Linked DNA regions of Rattus norvegicus: region 2 is linked to region 1. The links are chromatin contacts, called in public Hi-C maps. All regions are on one chromosome and are shown on one strand. The core of a region is the stretch at or near the end of the contact, and the rest is flanking DNA. Distances in the headings are between cores, read along the strand shown. Region 1 overlaps Smad3 (SMAD family member 3). Region 2 holds the start of Smad3 (SMAD family member 3).

Region 1 (5,414 bases), core at 1,769-4,268:
CCACCACTGAATGGCACTCTCACTGGAGAGTTAAGCCACATCCCCCTAAGACAGCAGTGACCGGAGTGTCCAATCTGTACAGGGACAGGCTCAAGGCCACAGCTCCTCAGGGGACAGAGATGGTGAAGGAGGCTCTAAAGCCTCCCTTCTTAACCTGACCTTGAGGGATAGGAACAAGTCAGCTAAGTTGTGGCCCTAGAGCAAGGGACTTCAGAGTTGGGAGTCAGTGTGTTAGGATTCAGGTTAGGAGGCAGAGGGCAGAGGTGGACAGGCCTGAGCATGGCTGAGTCCAGGAGCTGACACTTTTCCTGTGAGGCCCTGCTTTCTTCTAGGTGCCCTGCATGATATATTGGCTCCCAAATGGACTGCCAGAGCCAGTCTTGCATTCATTTTAATAGAACTGCCTGCCTTTTCGTCCCCCAGAAACCCCACCTCCTGGCTACCTGAGTGAAGATGGAGAAACTAGCGACCACCAGATGAACCACAGCATGGACGCAGGTCAGTAGTGTGGGCAGTGCCTGCAGCCTTGTCCCTCCCTTCTGCCTTGCTGCTTTCTCCCTCCCTAGTGTCTGTAGAGTAGCATCCCTGTGTGCCTCATATATCCCTCTGCAGTGAGGACACAAAGTAGTTTTACTGACAGTGTAGTTAGGTCACCTGGGTGTGGTGCTGGCAGAAGGTGGGAGATGGGCTCGAACGCTTGAAGCAGTGCAGGAGGGCAGGGAGGAAAACATGGATGGAGGAATAGCCTTTTCTGGTGGCCAGCAAAGACACCAGTAGTGACTTCTTTAAAAAGAAATATCTATCTACTGATGTGTGTGTCTGTCTGTCTGTCTCTGTCTCTCTCTATGTAGTGGCCAATGTGATCAGTGTGTCCCTGCTGGGAGGGACTGAGCTAGTTCTATCCTGCTATGCTCCCAGATGTTTCCCATGTCATATGTTATGTGACCAAATTGGTTCCAAACCAGCAGCTTCTTGAACAGAGCCCCAGCTGCCACACGGGACCTGTTCTGCATTGTGTAGTGGGCAAGGAGAGAGAAAGGGGCCCAGCAGCTGTTCCATTCCCACGATGGGGGGACTGCCTCACTCTCGGACTGCAAGAGGTTGCACAATCCTCAAAAGGGTGAAAAGGGATCACATGTGTGCTAGTCACTGGGGTGTTACACTTTTAGGTCAAGCACACCCCCCAACACACACCCATCCAGGCATGTGGCTGGCAGCACAGACCCAGCTGGAATGCACGGAAGACCTTCCTGTGCTCTGTGCCAAGTGACTGCTGAAAACTTGCAGCTACAGAGTGCTGGCATGGGAAGTGAGCCAGCTAGGCAGCCTCCCTCCAGCTGCAGAGCTTCTCACAGCCCGCTCTCTCCCCCTCTGTATGTGTACAATGACTGTAATAAACAAACGTCATCAGAATGGCCTGTGTGGGGGGAGGGCCAGCCATGCATGCTTTCCCTGGCTCCAATCTGCTTGCTCCCTCTGCTTTCTTTTGTCTCATTATGCTGTCCCCTCTCCTACACCTCTCTGTCCCTGCAAGGCTCTGTGGGAGCTAGGATTTGTGTACTCAGCCAACCTAGGCATGGATGGGTGGAGGTCTTTCTTTGTTCTTTTTCTTCCAAGTAACCCATTTGGCTCCGAGTCCAGTTGCTCATGGACTTGGCTTTCCTACCAGGTGAGATGTGGAAGTGTCTCTGGTTAGAGGGTCACCCAGGTCACCCTCAAGTCTCCCCTGAGAGCACATGTGTCCTTTCGACTAACCTTAGACCTTCATGATTTGAACTACCATAGAAATAGGAAACAACTATTGAATGCTTCCTATATGCCAAGCCTGGCAATTGTTTGTTTGTTTTTAATGTAACCTTCTATTTACTTTATACAGGTCAGTAGATGATAATGTCTCTACTTTATATGAGGGGGAAATGAAGGCGCAGTAATGTTAACATACTTTGGCCCAAACCACACGGGTGATACGTATTTGCAGCAAGCTGGCCAAGCCCCACTTGGCCTCTGAAATTGTTCTTTATCTCCACTGGGGCAGGTGCCACCACGGGAGAAAAGGAAGCCTGTGACCCATTCTTGGCCCTCTCAGAGCTCAGAACTCTGTTGGGGTGAAATAAAAGAGCCCCAGGGACAGCTCAAGGCAGCTTCAGGGCTCAGCCTCAAGGTCTGGTGGATGTCAGGGGGTGGGGTGGGGCCACAAGACATTCATAAATAACTAACTATGAGCTGCACACGGGCCTACAGAAAGGCAGACCTGATCTCTCTCTCTCTTTCTCCCTCCCTCCCCCCTCCCACACCCACACACTCACACCCACACACACACACACACACGTTTTCTTGGTAGCTAGGGATTGAGAGAAAATCAGAGCATGAATTATTAGACGTCACATGCCCTCTCCTGCCGTGTACGAAGGATCAAATAAGCTGCTGAGTTGCAGCATTTCTGAGGCAGATCTGTGAGGATGGAGGCTACCCTCCACAGCACACATAGGGGCTCCTTGTCTTTGCATTTCCTCAGGAATAGTCAGTCTTCCCTGAGGGCAGGTGTGTGAGCTGGCCTAGTTGGGCCCACCAAGGCCTGCACTGGAGCCTTGCTTAGGTGCTAAGGTGGAATGTGTTTGAGGGGCCTTTAAAATTACCTTCAATCTGTCTATTCCACAGATAGGGCATCATGGCTAGATGTGTAGTTGGGGGGCTCATGAGGTTAGGCCCAGGCTCCTGAGACTCCAGGCTTGGTCTAGGGTCTCCTTGTAGCATGGCGAGTGATCCTGTCTTGGTAGTGGAGTACTCCAACAATGTCTTACAACTGTGTCTCACCTTGCAGGCTCTCCAAACCTCTCCCCGAATCCGATGTCCCCAGCACACAATAACTTGGGTGAGTAACTATCCATCTTTAAGGTGAAGGCTGCCACACTCCTGGCTGTAACTCAACTGATTGCCTCAGTGGGAAGGGACAGTTAAGGTGAGCCCTGCCCCCTCCTTCACCATCAGCACAGCCCAACCCGAGGGGTTTCTGGTTACAGTGATCCTTGGGTCACCTCAGAACAGAGAAACCCGAGAACAGTGGCCTGTAGGAAAGACAGTCTATGCTGAGGTTCGTATTTCCCCTGGGAAGCGGTCAGACGTGAGTGAACAAAAATCTCCCAGACTTCAGGCCCAGGAGACAGGGGCCTCGGTCAGCCAAACACACGTGTGTGGCTTGGGGCAAAGCCACAGGCAGCTGCCCAGACTCGGCCCCCAGCTCCCAGAAGCTTGTTTCAGACACACATTGGTATTTCAGCTGAGTTATATCGTCTCATAATAACTTGTTATTAAAACAGCAACATATAAGGAATTTGGGGAGAAAGCAATGTGCCCACGATCGCACTGCCTAGCACAACTGTTTTATCGTGGTCTGTCTGGTACTGGTGAGGGCAGTGTACACATGTGCTCCATGCTGCTGAAACCAGGGCTTGTCTGCCTCTCCCAGTCTCTGCCTCTGTTTCTCTGAAAATGTGTCTCTCCATTCGAATGTCTTGATTAGCACTGTGTTATCTCCCAGTGTTTATATCAGCTGACCCCACTGTTCCCACAACAATGTTCAGCTGTTGGACTGCAGGTCAGTGTTCTGAGGGTCACCCTGCCAGCCTGCTAGCATCCCTCCTGTGTGGGAGAGGGAGGCTTTGCAGAAGTCCTTGGGGCTAGAAACGGCAGAAGGGCTCAAAACAGATGTGACATCCATGTTTTTATCAAAGGTAGCTTTTGATTTTCTGGTTTGTAGTTTGGAAAAAACAAAACAAAACAAACTAAGTTTGGGTTCATGGGGTTGGGAGTGTGGCGTTAGGCTAGCACTTGCTTTTCGGCTCAGGAAAAGCAGCTGATCATGGTAGAACCCTTCAGAGTGGAGTACGTTGGACAGGCTGTGGTGCCCACTTGTTTCAAGACCTTGGCAGATATCAGATAGAACTCGTCATCTAGAATATTGGGAGATGGGTAAAGAGCCTTTGAAATATGCCGATGTGTGGGTGGAACAAAACAGGACTTAGAGATACAGTTTAAATCTTTGTAGCATAATACCGCCGGGCTTGGCTGAGGGAAGGTCATATCCCTGATAGTGAAGGGACTGCGTTATTGAAAACAACCTGAGACTATAAGCCATTAAAGGCCAATTGTGAGCTTGACTCTGGGCTTCCCCTTTAGGATTGCTTTAGATTTATTTTTGGAGCATTTCATCCCACCATGGTCAGGCCAGTACCCCTGTGGCAGGTACTTATCTGTGAAGTCATCAAGGTCACAGGCCAGTCTGAAGGTGGCAGTGGCCTTGGGCCAGAATTCTCTGACTTAGACTTGGGGAGAAGGGCTGGGAGGATGAGCAAAGAGCAGGGTGGGCACAGGTGAGTATTTCCTGGGATCTCTTCAGATTACCCCAAGGTGGTTCTTCATAGCCATGGGCAGAAGCATGCTAACTTTCATGTCACGGATCAGAAAGTTAAGTGGACAGGAGAGCCTCCGAACTCAGCCGTACAGCTGCCGGCAGAGAAACTGACTTTGTATTTTGGCTTCTTCAGTCTATACAGACATCAGGGCAGAATCCATACAGCATATAGAGCTATGCTGAGGAGGATACTTAGACCTTCAGCCTGCTTACATCTGTGTTCACCTGTGGTGCTGAGGGAGCAAGCATAGAGGAGGGGGCTGGGTATGCCTGAGAGGAAGCCACATGCAATGGGCTGAGTAAATGAAGCAATGAGATGGGATGGGGGGGCACCGCAGGCAGCAGAGTGGGTGTGCTCCATGGAAGTCAGCAGTACAGTGGTTGTCAGGTGACAGGGAGAGCAGGGCAAGGTGAGGCTGAGCTCTGAACGCCACCTCACCCCCCCAACCCACAGCATGAGGCTGGTGGTATGCTGGAGGGGTTGTGGTGGGATCTTTATGGCAGCTTCACGGAGGTAATCTGGCCACTGTAGGGGGAGTATACATTTGATGAGAAGTTACTGGAGGAAAACCAGAAGGAAGCCCAAGTAGTCACTGACTACCCTGAGGAAAGTTGAGATGACCCATTATTGAAGTAGGAATGAACGTTTAAAGAGATGACCATGGGCCTGTGCATACGGGAATGGGATGGACCATGGAGAGGCCTGCCCTCACAAGGTGTGATGGGCCTGGAGAAAATTGATGGAGGTTGCTATGCCTTACAACCTCCCTGGGAAGTCAGAGAGGCTGGGGCCAAAGGCACAGAGATGCAATCATTGCTTTGTATTTGCCGTTGGTCCAAGGGGAAGGCGTTGTTATAAAGCACACAATGCCTGTGTGAAGCCCTTCCCAACCAAGAACTAGGGTGGGTAGCATAGAACAGTGCCAAGAAGGGGGGCAACCTTCCATTTGCAATCTTCCCACAAACAGGTGACTGCTGGGAACTTCTCTCTCTTGCCCACTGA
Region 2 (5,321 bases), core at 1,091-3,590, 94 kb before region 1:
TCAGAGAACTGCCTGCCTCTGCCTCCCAAGTGCTGGGATTAAAGGTGTGCCACCACTGCCTGGCTAACATTTACTTTTTACTGGAAGATGATTACATAGGCCCCTTTCTGTTCTTCTCTGACCACCTAGCACACCTTCATCCCTGTCCCTTGGTGCTTCTCTGGCTGTGGACTCCTCATGGTTAAGGCTCTTCCTTGTTCACTGCAAATTTCTCAACAAGCAGCATACTTGTGGCTGGAGAAGTGCTGGAGAAGCAGGATTTGAACCATCTCTCCCGGCTATCCTTATTCAGGAATGGGATCAACACTGGTCTCCACTCCTGTCTTGTACTGGACTTCTGCAAAGTCCCGACACCTAGGAGGCAGAGAGCAAAGGGCTATCGTAGTTATGATGCGCCTGTGAGGAAAGCTTTTGCTTTGCAAATTGGGTCATAGCCCCTATACAGCTCTAGGGCCAGTTGGAAGACCTCAAAACCAAACCCAAACAAAAACCTGGGTTTAAATCCTGGCTCTGACCCTTGGGGCTGTGTCTCCCAGGACTTTAAAGGCAGTAGTTGGTGTATCTGTGTGAACATAGCAATTAAGACTGCCCACTTTAATGCCAGTATTTGGAGGCAGAGACAGGCAGATCTGAGACCAGCTTTACAGCACAAGTTCCAGGACAGCTAGAGATACAGTGAAACCCTGTCTTGAAAAAAAAACAAAACAAAACAAAACAAAACAAAGACCTCCTTCCTTATAGTCTCTAGCATCGAGTGGGAAGCTACAGCCACCATCTAATTGGTTTGCAAGGACCGGCCTATCTACTGAGCCTCAGGGGTCTTCCTTTCAGAACTCGGTATCAGGGAGGTGGGAGGAGAAAAACCACAACCCCTGACAAGCTGCGGCTGGCGGTTGGTGGTGGGGCAGCCTCAGGGACAGAGCAGGGGGCCCCTGAAGCTTCTGGGCTGACTTTGTGGGACTGGCCACACTTCATAGGGCTTTGTAACTCGCACCGGATCTTGGTTTGCAAATAACTTGTTTCTCACCACGGGAGGGGTGTGTGTGTGTGTGTGTGTGTGTGTTCGTGCGTGCGTGTGCAAAAACAAGCATAGTCTTTAGGAGCTGAGGGCCTGCTGTAACACCTCAAATCAGTAGAGGGACCGGTGGGTAACCAGCCCTGCATTCGCCCAGTCTGCGGTAAAGCCCTAGAGCTACCCCAAGTCAGGTTCTCTTGGCTTCCCACCTAGGCTAACTTTGAATAAACTTCCTAAGTCCTCCAGGCTTGCTCTATACTTTGTGTGTGTGCTCGCGCGCGCGAGTTCACTGATTTGTAAACAAAAGCTCTCTTACTTGTTTGGTGTTGAATTTCGGATCTTCAGTAACACCCTGTAATGTTAATTCTCCCCCTCCCCCAAAGAAAAATCCTAAAGCGCCCGCATTCATTCCTTCAGGAACGCAACAGATGTCTTTGAGGCTCCTTTTCTGTAAAGAGCTTGGTTCACTGGTCCCAAAGGACCCCTGGCTCCAGCTATTGTTCAAGTTGTCACTGAGGTCTCGTAACTCCCCTTTTAAGTCTCCCTCTCCCGTTTTCCAACTCCCTCCTCAGTAGTCTCAGGCAGTCAGCCGTTCTGATCTCACCCAGCAGGAAAACAAAAACAAAACAAAAAACACCTAAAGCAGCCCCGGCCACTGAGCGAGATCAGCGCGCCTCAACTTCCTGGGCCCCGAGCTTTTTCTGAACCCCTCGCCGCGCCCGGGTCCTCTCCCAGGTGCAGCCAGCCCTTGGCGGACCGTGCCTGTTCCCTGCGAGTCTAATCCTCTCTAGTCCTTGCAACTACATCTGAACGTCTTGGGGGCAGCGAGTCCCCAGGAGTCGGGTCCCGCGGCACTTGGCAGAGCTGACGGCCGCCGTGCCCGGTGGCCCACGTGGGCGCGCTTGGCGGAGCTGGGCGGGGAAGGCCGCGGGTCCTCCCCGGAGCAGGGCGCGGGGGAGGAGCGGGGAGCCCCGGCAGCGAGGGGGCGGCGACTGCGTTGGGAAGGAGGCTGCACGCGGAGCTGCGTGAAACGTAGACTTGGGAGCGGGCGGGAGAGGAGCGGGGAGCACGGCTGCACGGCCCTGGCCGGTCCTGCAAGGCGGCGATCGCAGGGGGAGGAGCAGCAGCGCTGCAGAGGCGGAGGGATCTGCGCACCAAAGCCATCCAGGCCAGCAAAGTTTGGCTGGGGGTTGGACTTTCCTTCTCGGAGGCGGCACCCAAACAGCTACCCCGTGCGGAAACCCAAACTTTCTACTGGCACTCGGAGTCTCGCGGCCGCCGCCTCCGCCCCGCGCGTCCCGGGCCTGTCCGTCAGTCCGTCGGTCCGCGTGGAGCCGCTCGGGCGCCGCCGTGTTCCGGATCCCCGCAACTGCAGTGCCGCTATCCTGGCCGGGACGCCTGGGCAAGTTCTCCAGAGTTAAAAGCGAAGTTCGGGCGCGGCGCAGGCCGAGCTGCCTCTGTGCGCCCCCGGCGTCCCCAGTGCGTCCAGCCCCGCCGGGGGCGCCGGTGACCCTTCCGTGCCAGCCATGTCGTCCATCCTGCCCTTCACCCCCCCGATCGTGAAGCGCCTGCTGGGCTGGAAGAAGGGCGAGCAGAACGGGCAGGAGGAGAAGTGGTGCGAGAAGGCGGTCAAGAGCTTGGTGAAGAAGCTCAAGAAGACGGGGCAGTTGGACGAGCTGGAGAAGGCCATCACCACGCAGAACGTGAACACCAAGTGCATTACCATCCCCAGGTGGGGTCCCAGAGCGGCGAGGGGTGGGGGGACGCGCCGGCCCAGCCCCCTAGCGCGGCCCGGTTGGATAAGGAGGGAGGGTGGGAGGGTGTGTGTGTGTGTGTGTGTGTGTGTGTGTGTGTGTGTGTGTGTGTGTGTGTGTTGGATAAGGAGGGAGGGTGGGAGGGTGTGTGTGTGTGTGTGTGTGTGTGTGTGTGTGTGTGTGTGTGTGTGTATGTGTGTGTGTTCGCGCGCGCCTGTAGGGGACGGAGAGTGGGTGGAGGGACCCCAAACAAAACCTTCGGATTTGTCCAGGCTCAGAGCCCAGGCTTCCGTGCGGCATTTTGGCTTCTAGACCTTAACGATCGCCAGCTGCCTCTGGGCAGCGGGGATGCTTCTGAGCTTGGCCCCCTAACTCTCGGGGCTTCGGGCTCCAAGTGGAGGCCCCGCTTTGTTCGGCTCTGCCGGCCGAGCCCCTCCTCCTCCGCCGCCTCCCGCCCCGGGCTCCTGGAGGTGGTGGCGTGTGTCCCTTTCTTTTCTTCAGCTCTGTTCCCCCATTTCTTTTCCTCGTCTACAGGAATGCAGTCGGTACAGCTGTGGGTGAGGAGCGGGAGCCCGTTGATTGACAGATTCCTTCTTCGCTCTTTCTTTGCCTTGGGATTAGCATTTTTACTGAGTATTTTTAGATTTGGTTGTGCCAGCCTCCCGCCCCCTGTGCACGCATGCACGCACGCACTTAGTTAGAGAGCAGAGCACCGACTTTGAAGCGGGAGAAACAAGTGGCAGAAAGTAGGGGCTTTCCCTCTTCCCACCCCACCCCTGCTGGTTTGCGATCTTTTAAATCCAGGGTATTCTGGTGCCTAGAATCGAGCAGGCAGCTCCAGGCAGATAACAAAACACCCTAGGGCTGGCCTCCCATCGGCCCTGCATTCCTGTAGAGCCTCTTTTCCCAAAGCGCTTTGCCATCTGTCCTGACCTCCTTTATCCTTCCCATCGGGCTAGAGGAGTCGGGCGGGAGCTCACAGATGGCTGATGGAAGGGGTCAGTGACTTCGCTCCCAAGGCCTTCTAGAGCATAGTCGCGTCTGGGCAATGGGGTGAGAGCACTTTAGTCTTCTGGTTTTGTTTTGTTTTTTCCTTCTCAGACACCTTTAAAGACTGATTCCAGATGAGGGGCAGGTGGGAATGTTTGGGGACGTCCCTGGCTGCAGAGGGATGGGGGGAGGGCTCCCAGGACCTACACTAGTAGAGGTCATCACTGTTCTGGGTCCTGGTAGCTTCCATCCTTGGCCACCTGCTCAAGGCAGCTGTGTATGGGCTGCCAGCCCTGATAGTAAGGCACAAAACAATGTCTGTCCACAGGGACCTAGGGTTGGCCTTCCTTGGAAATAAACACCACATATGGTGGGAATGCCGACTTAAAAAAAAAAAAAGAAACCAAACAAAAATAAAAGTCTTATCAACTCCAAACCTGAGTGGGTGGATCCTACTGAAGAGGGAAGGCTGTGTGTTGTCTGCTCGGCCTCTGAGCCTCTGCCAGCCGGCTTCAGGGGACCTGGTGTGATGTGGTGGTTTTCTCCGGTTTCCCCTTCTCCTTTATCGTTTCGATGGAGCAGGATGGTTGAGTTTCATAGGGCTCTGTCAGATCTGGAGACGCAGCCTTTTCCCAATCTGCCTGGGTGCACCCAGCCCAAGCGCTTTCTGTTCTGAGCCCTCCTCCAGAGCTATCAACTACGAAGCTGCAGAGTGTTTCACAATTTACAAGGCACGAACGTGCCTGGAGGACAACAGAACCGGGACACAGAAAAGGCACGGAGGTCTAGAACGATCTTGCTTTCAAAGTGACAGAACTTAGAGAGGCAAAGCATTCGACTAGATCTGGCGTACCCTTTCTCCCAGGTTGTTTTGTCCGGGGTGGGTAGTAGATCTCTTCTGCCTGCAAGGCTCTTGGTTAATCTTTGGGCTGGGGGCAGCTTGGAGGAGAGGCTGTGCCTTCCTCACCGGCAGGTAAAAGTTAGTGTGGTACTGAGAGTTCAGGCTAATGCCTGTGCTCCCAGCCTCCTAGGACTGGGTACCTTCAGCCTGGGCCTAGGAGGCCAGGTAAGGAAGCGGGGTGTTCATTCGTTGGCTCTTTGGCTGCAACCGATGACCGAACCCAGGGCTTCCTGCATGTTAGGCAAGCCCTCTGCTGCTGACCTACCCTCCCAGGCCTGGGATTCTTTTCTTTCATCTTTTCTCAACTAGTGAGACCCAGTTGCTTGGGTGGATCCAGACAAAGGTGGATTTCCATCCCTGGATTTTGTGCCCACGCCTCTGGGTCACCCTGTCTCCCTTGGCAACAGCTGCTGCTGTTTTGGCCATGGGCAGAAAGCTAAAGGCCACGTCTTGGGGAGGCGACTAGTTGGCTTCCTGCTGGTGCGATCCCTGTGTCTGCTAAGCCCAGGGCTTGTGTGTTGCTTGTCACATTGCTGCCTTTGAGAACTAGGGCTTTGGAAAGCAGACAAAGGAAAGTGTGTGACTTAGTCACCCGCTTCGTGTGGGGCGGGACACTGGGTGCCTTAGTACATTCTGTCAAATCTGGAGCTGGTCTTTGAGG

The links. A called contact is a pair of places that touch in the nucleus more often than the background predicts.
Region 2: a contact with region 1 is called in a Hi-C map of Schwann cells, with 4 times the contacts expected there. The contact joins the promoter of Smad3 here to the enhancer-like site in region 1. A contact is called at or near these places in 7 of 12 Hi-C or Micro-C datasets (the A7r5 cell line, the Rat2 cell line, Schwann cells and 4 more) and 1 of 1 datasets of contacts at active chromatin or transcription factors (oligodendrocytes).

Annotation. Positions count from the first base shown.
Region 1 is chr8:73,036,240-73,041,653 of GRCr8, reverse strand. Smad3 (SMAD family member 3) reads left to right here. Exons shown (of 9, transcript NM_013095.3): 4 at 424-498; 5 at 2,822-2,872. Among named protein-coding and RNA genes, the nearest start is that of Aagab, 60 kb to the right of the region's middle. Within about 2 kb of position 3,018, at least 2 of the 93 cell types and tissues checked have an H3K27ac peak or open chromatin away from gene starts, as enhancers often do.
Region 2 is chr8:73,129,343-73,134,663 of GRCr8, reverse strand. It overlaps Smad3 (SMAD family member 3), which reads left to right and starts at 2,340. Exons shown (of 9, transcript NM_013095.3): 1 at 2,340-2,747. The coding sequence starts at 2,542.